Linked DNA regions of Mus musculus: region 1 is linked to region 2. The links are chromatin contacts, called in public Micro-C maps. All regions are on one chromosome and are shown on one strand. Each heading gives the region's core, a stretch centred on a gene start, on an enhancer-like site or on the middle of the called end of the contact. The rest is flanking DNA. Distances are from core to core; before and after follow the strand shown.

Region 1 (2,700 bases), core at 157-2,656, about 11 Mb after region 2:
GACACAAGTTAAACACACTACAAACCAAACCAGGAGAAAAAACAGATTTGAAAGTTGGGAGAGGATGTCGTAAATTTTAAAATTAAAGTCTGAGCCGAGAGCAGCATTCAGGGAAGGCAGATCAGGCGGAGAGGCCGGGGACGCCGGGTGGGGGGTGGGGGGGCACAGGGAGGCCCCGCTCCCGCTGGAGGCTGCAGAACCCCAGCGAGCCAACCCAGGGAGAAGTGGAGTTAGCAAGAGAAGGAAGCCCCGGATCCCACCCCTTACCCCCCTTCGCCTCCTCCAGGAGATCCAATAAATCAAAGGGCGAAATGAAACAAAATAAAGAGAAGAAAAACGCTAATAATCAGGCCGAGAACGGCAAGGACAAGGGAAGACTAGGGTCGGTGCCTCCCCGGGGGCTAGGAGCTGAGGGTGGGGAGGAATAACGTGAAAGTTACCAGAAACATTATTTAGCAGCGGATTCCCTGCGTCCTTGTCAATTTCAGAGACAAAACAAGCAGCCGGGGCTAGTCTAGGCAGCGCGGCCCCACGCCGGCGGCTCCTACGCAGCCCGCGCCCGCCCGGAGCCGCGCGAGTAGCGGCGAAAGAGGCGCAGCGGCGGCGGCAGGAGAACCCGGGGAATCACGCTGCCGGGGTAAAAGCTGGAGCGAGGCGAAAGCGTGTAACAATTGCACACAAGTACACACACACACACACACACACACACACACACACACACACACCACTCACACGCTCTCGCCGCCCGCAGAGAACCCGGGGAATCACGCTGCCGGGGTAAAAGCTGGAGCGAGGCGAAAGCGTGTAACAATTGCACACAAGTACACACACACACACACACACACACACACACACACACACACACACACACACACACACACCACTCACACGCTCTCGCCGCCCGCCCGCTCGCTCAGCGCTGGGACACGCGCGGCCAGACACGCACACACGCACGCACACACACTCTCACACACGCAGAGGCACAGGGGGGAAAGAAGCCGGTGAATAATTTTGTTACTATTTTTTAAAATACTGGCCGCCATCATCATCAAGCAACCAGCAGCAGCCAGCTCAAAGGGAGAGAAGGCATGGGGCAGGGCCCTGTAGGAGAGGATTTATATCTAGGTAAGTGTTGGAGATTTAAACCTACCCTTTGCGCCATCAGTCTGCGCTCCAATAAACTCCTGGATGTGTCGTATATTTAATATCCCAGTCCGGATAAGAAAGTGAGCTAGGTTGAAGAGTCCTTTTTTTCCAAACCAAGGAGACTTCTCCCAATTTTCCAATGTTATTTTTTGGGGGGTGGGGAAAGCCCAGTCAAGAAAACGAAGAATTTTTTTCAGTGATATTTCTTCTTTTTCTCTTTTTTCCTCTTCTTCCTCCTCCTCCTGATCTTCCTCCTCCTCCCCCTCCTCCCCCTCCCCTCCTCCTCCTCTTCGGTCCTCCTTTACTCCTCTTTCTCTTCTTTTCCTCTTAGTTGAAAAAAAAAAAGAAAAGAAAGAAAAGAAAAAGAAAAAAAATTGTCAAGCCCCCGAACTGAAGGTTACGAGCGGCCAGTCAGCAGCCCACATGTAACCGAACTGTCGAGTTTCATGGCTTTTTGCCACTCCAGCTGTCAATCAAAGCCCGGAATGTCAAGGTAGTGAATGAATGATGGTTGATGATGATGAAGAGGAGCAATCTTTCAGACCCGTTTTTTTTTTCTTCCAGTAAAACTCCGCGAGGGGTTTCTGCTTCTTGAATTCTTCCTCCCCCCTCCCCCCTCTTTTAGCTTTGCCCCCAAAATAGCTCTAATATGATCCTCTCTTTTTAAAGTATTGTTCAAAGAAAGCAAGGAGAAAACCAAGAAAAAAATGAATAGTTTGCAAAAATTGGACTTCCTCCCCCCCTCTCTGGTAGGTATTTTGTCTTTCCCTCTCTCTCTTTCTCGCTCGCTCTCACTCGCGCTCGCTCTCTCGCGCTCTCTTTCTCTCTCTGGGAGATGAGTGAGTGTCAGTAGGTGTTGGCAGGTTGGCTGCAGCCGGGCTTATAGTAGAGCCTCAGTTTGGCGGCGCGGGTCGGCGGCGGGAGAACGAAATGACGGAACCCGGAAGTCGTGGTGGCCATAGCCCGTCCTACGGCGGAGACACATCCCGAGAGTGGGGAGCTGGAGCGAGGAGGAGCGCGCAGCGCGGAGCCTCTGATATGCAGCGAGTGCGGTCGGACGGCCCCGGGGGGGGGGGGGGGGGCTGGGGAAGGGGAGGCTGGAGCGGAGAGGACCGGAGCAAATCAGCAAGCCTGCTTCTCCAGGGGGACGACGCGGGAGGGAGAGGAAGAGGGGAGGGAGGGGGGATGAGGGAGGGGGAAAGGGGGAAGGGAGGGAAGGAGGGAGAGCGACAGGAGAGGGAGAGAGAGGGAGAGAGAGAGAGAGAGAGAGAGAGAGAGAGAGAGAGAGAGAGAGAGAGAGAGAGAGAGAACACGCGTGATTGGAGGGGGAAGGAAGAGAGGTGGAAGAGGACAGGGAGAGCGCAGACAGGAAAACTGCAGAAAGCCACAGGGAAAGTACGGTACAGACTCAGATCTTTTTATTTTCAACTTACTTCTCGTTTATTTCCCCACCACTCCTCTTGGCTCCTGCCTAACTGGGTCGCGTTGGGGATGTTTGGCATGGCGCTCTAGCTTTTGTTCGTTTTAATTCCGCGGCCCCCTTCCTCTGCCGGC
Region 2 (2,700 bases), core at 140-2,639:
CAAATTCATGACGATTCTGGATTCACGAATCCGTGTGAGTTAAAATCAATGTGCAGCAACTGGTGAATGCACTAAGACCATTGAAATGCTAGATTTCTTTGTGTTTACAGTCAACATCCTTGACTGCCCCCCCCCCACCCAGGTTTAGTTGGAAAGCTTCAAGCCTCATTCTGGTTCCAGATGCCTGACTGCCACCAGCTGGCTTCCCGGCCCCGCGCGCCTGGCAGTCCCAGGGTGAACAGTCGCTGCTGCCTCCAAGAGTCCCCAAGTCTGACCTGCGAAACCCACTACACTCCTTAGGCTTCTATTTGCCTACGGGTTCTTTCCTCCGAGGATTCCACTGCTTTAGGAAACTCAGACAATACAAACCAACCCCCAAACACCTGTTCCAAGATTCCAAACAGCTACAAGGTGTAGGGAGGAGCTCTTTTTGAGAAGCCACTCTCTGGAAACCCTCTGGGCTACCAGTGCAAACACGCCTCTAGCAAAGGGCCTGTGAAGTCTCTCCTGGGCTCATTTCTAGGTTAGTCTGACTAGTTTGCATCTCCCGATCAAACACCGCAGGTCCGCCATCATTCCCTAATCACTAGAAGAAGCTGTGTTTGGAGACGTAGCTTTGCTCCTCCATTCCCGTTTCTTCTCAACAAGGCGCCGAAACGTTCCCACCACACTCAAAGTAGGTTCTGGGCATTTCTGCTAAGCGCCTCCCACGGCACCCCCCAAAACAGCTGAAAATTTCCCCCAGTTAATTTAAGGTTTAAATACCCCATTGCCAAAAAGAGACAGTAAGTGTCATCTACACTGTAGGTAACACCCGCCCTCTGGGTTCCAACCGTACCAAAGAACCAATTATCAGACAGCCGAAAAGGTCCCGCTTGTCACAACTGACGTCACACTTCATAATTATCTATCCCGAACAATTTCACCTTGAATCTCAACCTGCGAACCCAGAGGGACTAATCTCCTAAAGTGACCCCGCAGCTAGCCTCTAGAATTCTGGACATGGGAGGAGATAAGCCCCAAAGTTAGGCTATCTGCCTCAGAACCCAGGAGAGTTCTCTGGGCTCTCTGGTTCCCGCCCTCTTGGAGCCCACCTGCCCCTCCCTCCACCCCCACCCTTCCTGATTAACAGCCCGGACTCTTCTCCTACTTCGGTCCGACACCGAGGGGACTCATTACTTACCTAGACGGCCTTGCCTCAAGGCGCCTACACTCGGGAAGGCCAGCTAGGGTAGCAGGGGGAGGCTTGCGGTACAGGCCAGCTGAGAGCACGTGGCGGGCCAGAGAGGAGGGTGTCTCCGAGATGAACGCTCCCTCGGGCCCGCCCCACACCCCCGGTGCTAGTAACCGGGACGAGCAGCGCGCTTTGCTGAGCTAGGCTAGGGCTGCTGTGTGAATGGAGCGGCCGAGCATCCTGGCTCCTCCTCCTTCCCTGCTGCCGGCCCCTCTTATTTGAGCTTTGGGAAGCTGGGGGCAGCCAGGCAGCTGGGGTAAGGAGTTCAAGGCAGCGCCCACACCCGGGGCTCTCCGCAACCCGACCGCCTGCCTGCTCCCCCTTTCCTTTTCCCGCCCTCCCTCCCACCCACTCATTCACCCACCCACCCAGAGAGAGGACGGCAGCCCAGGAACCCGGGCCCGCCGCCTCCTCGCCGCGATCCTGGACTTCCTCCTGTCGCAGGAGCCGGCTTCCACGTGTGTCCCGGAGCCGGCGTCTCAGCACACGCTCCGCCGGGAGCCCGGGTGCGTCCAGCAGCCGGAGCAACCTGGGGACCGAGGCCCCCGGAGCGCCTGGGCCAAGTCCAGCGCCGAGAATCCGCAGGATCGCAGGAGCGGAGAACCGTCCGCATCCGAGCCGCACCTCATGGGTTCCGACGTGCGGGACCTGAACGCGCTGCTGCCCGCTGTGTCTTCGCTGGGCGGCGGCGGCGGCGGCTGCGGGCTCCCTGTGAGCGGCGCAGCGCAGTGGGCGCCCGTGTTGGACTTCGCGCCTCCGGGCGCCTCGGCTTACGGGTCGCTGGGCGGTCCCGCGCCTCCTCCCGCTCCGCCGCCGCCTCCGCCGCCACCCCACTCCTTCATCAAACAGGAGCCCAGCTGGGGCGGCGCCGAGCCACACGAGGAGCAGTGCCTGAGCGCCTTCACCTTGCACTTCTCGGGCCAGTTCACCGGTACAGCCGGGGCCTGTCGCTACGGACCCTTCGGTCCTCCCCCGCCCAGCCAGGCGTCCTCGGGCCAGGCCAGGATGTTCCCCAATGCGCCCTACCTGCCCAGCTGCCTGGAGAGCCAGCCTACCATCCGCAACCAAGGTAAGGATTCCGGACAGCGCGACCTCCACGCGCGGTAGTGGCTCCGCGACCTGCTCCCACGCCGCTTCTCCCCTTGTCTGTTCCTTCCTGATGCCAGTTCTTACTCAGCAGCCTTCCAAGGGAGTCTGAAAGTAGCGGACAGGGAGGAGTGGGCTCTGTCAAATGCGAGTGACAACGCGACAACGCACCACCACCACCACCACTTACACATTACTGAGCGCAACCCCAGAGTCCGATAGTTCGTAGGACGCGGGAGGACATCTGGGGCCCCGGGGTGTCCTAGAGATTTCGGAACTCCACGGGAGGAGGAAGAGGAGGTTGGCTGTAACGTGTGACTCTACACCGGGGGAAAGTCTGATGCATAAGGCCTCACCAGGCGTTGACTCTTAAAACGTCT

Evidence for each region. A called contact is a pair of places that touch in the nucleus more often than the background predicts.
Region 1: a contact with region 2 is called in a Micro-C map of embryonic stem cells, with 17 times the contacts expected there. The contact joins the promoter of Meis2 here to the promoter of Wt1 in region 2. A contact is called at or near these places in 1 of 39 promoter capture datasets (embryonic stem cells) and 4 of 484 Hi-C or Micro-C datasets (embryonic stem cells and uterus).

Annotation. Positions count from the first base shown.
Region 1 is chr2:116,063,652-116,066,351 of GRCm38.p6, forward strand. It overlaps Meis2 (Meis homeobox 2), which reads right to left and starts at 1,407. Exons shown (of 12, transcript NM_001159568.1): 1 at 1,151-1,407. The coding sequence starts at 1,162.
Region 2 is chr2:105,125,140-105,127,839 of GRCm38.p6, forward strand. Wt1 (Wilms tumor 1 homolog) reads left to right here and starts at 1,390. Exons shown (of 10, transcript NM_144783.2): 1 at 1,390-2,303. The coding sequence starts at 1,658. It overlaps Wt1os (Wilms tumor 1 homolog, opposite strand), which reads right to left and starts at 1,371. Exons shown (of 7, transcript NR_015462.1): 1 at 1,184-1,371. RefSeq lists a promoter at 877-1,643, a cis regulatory region at 1,072-1,109 and an enhancer at 1,405-1,634.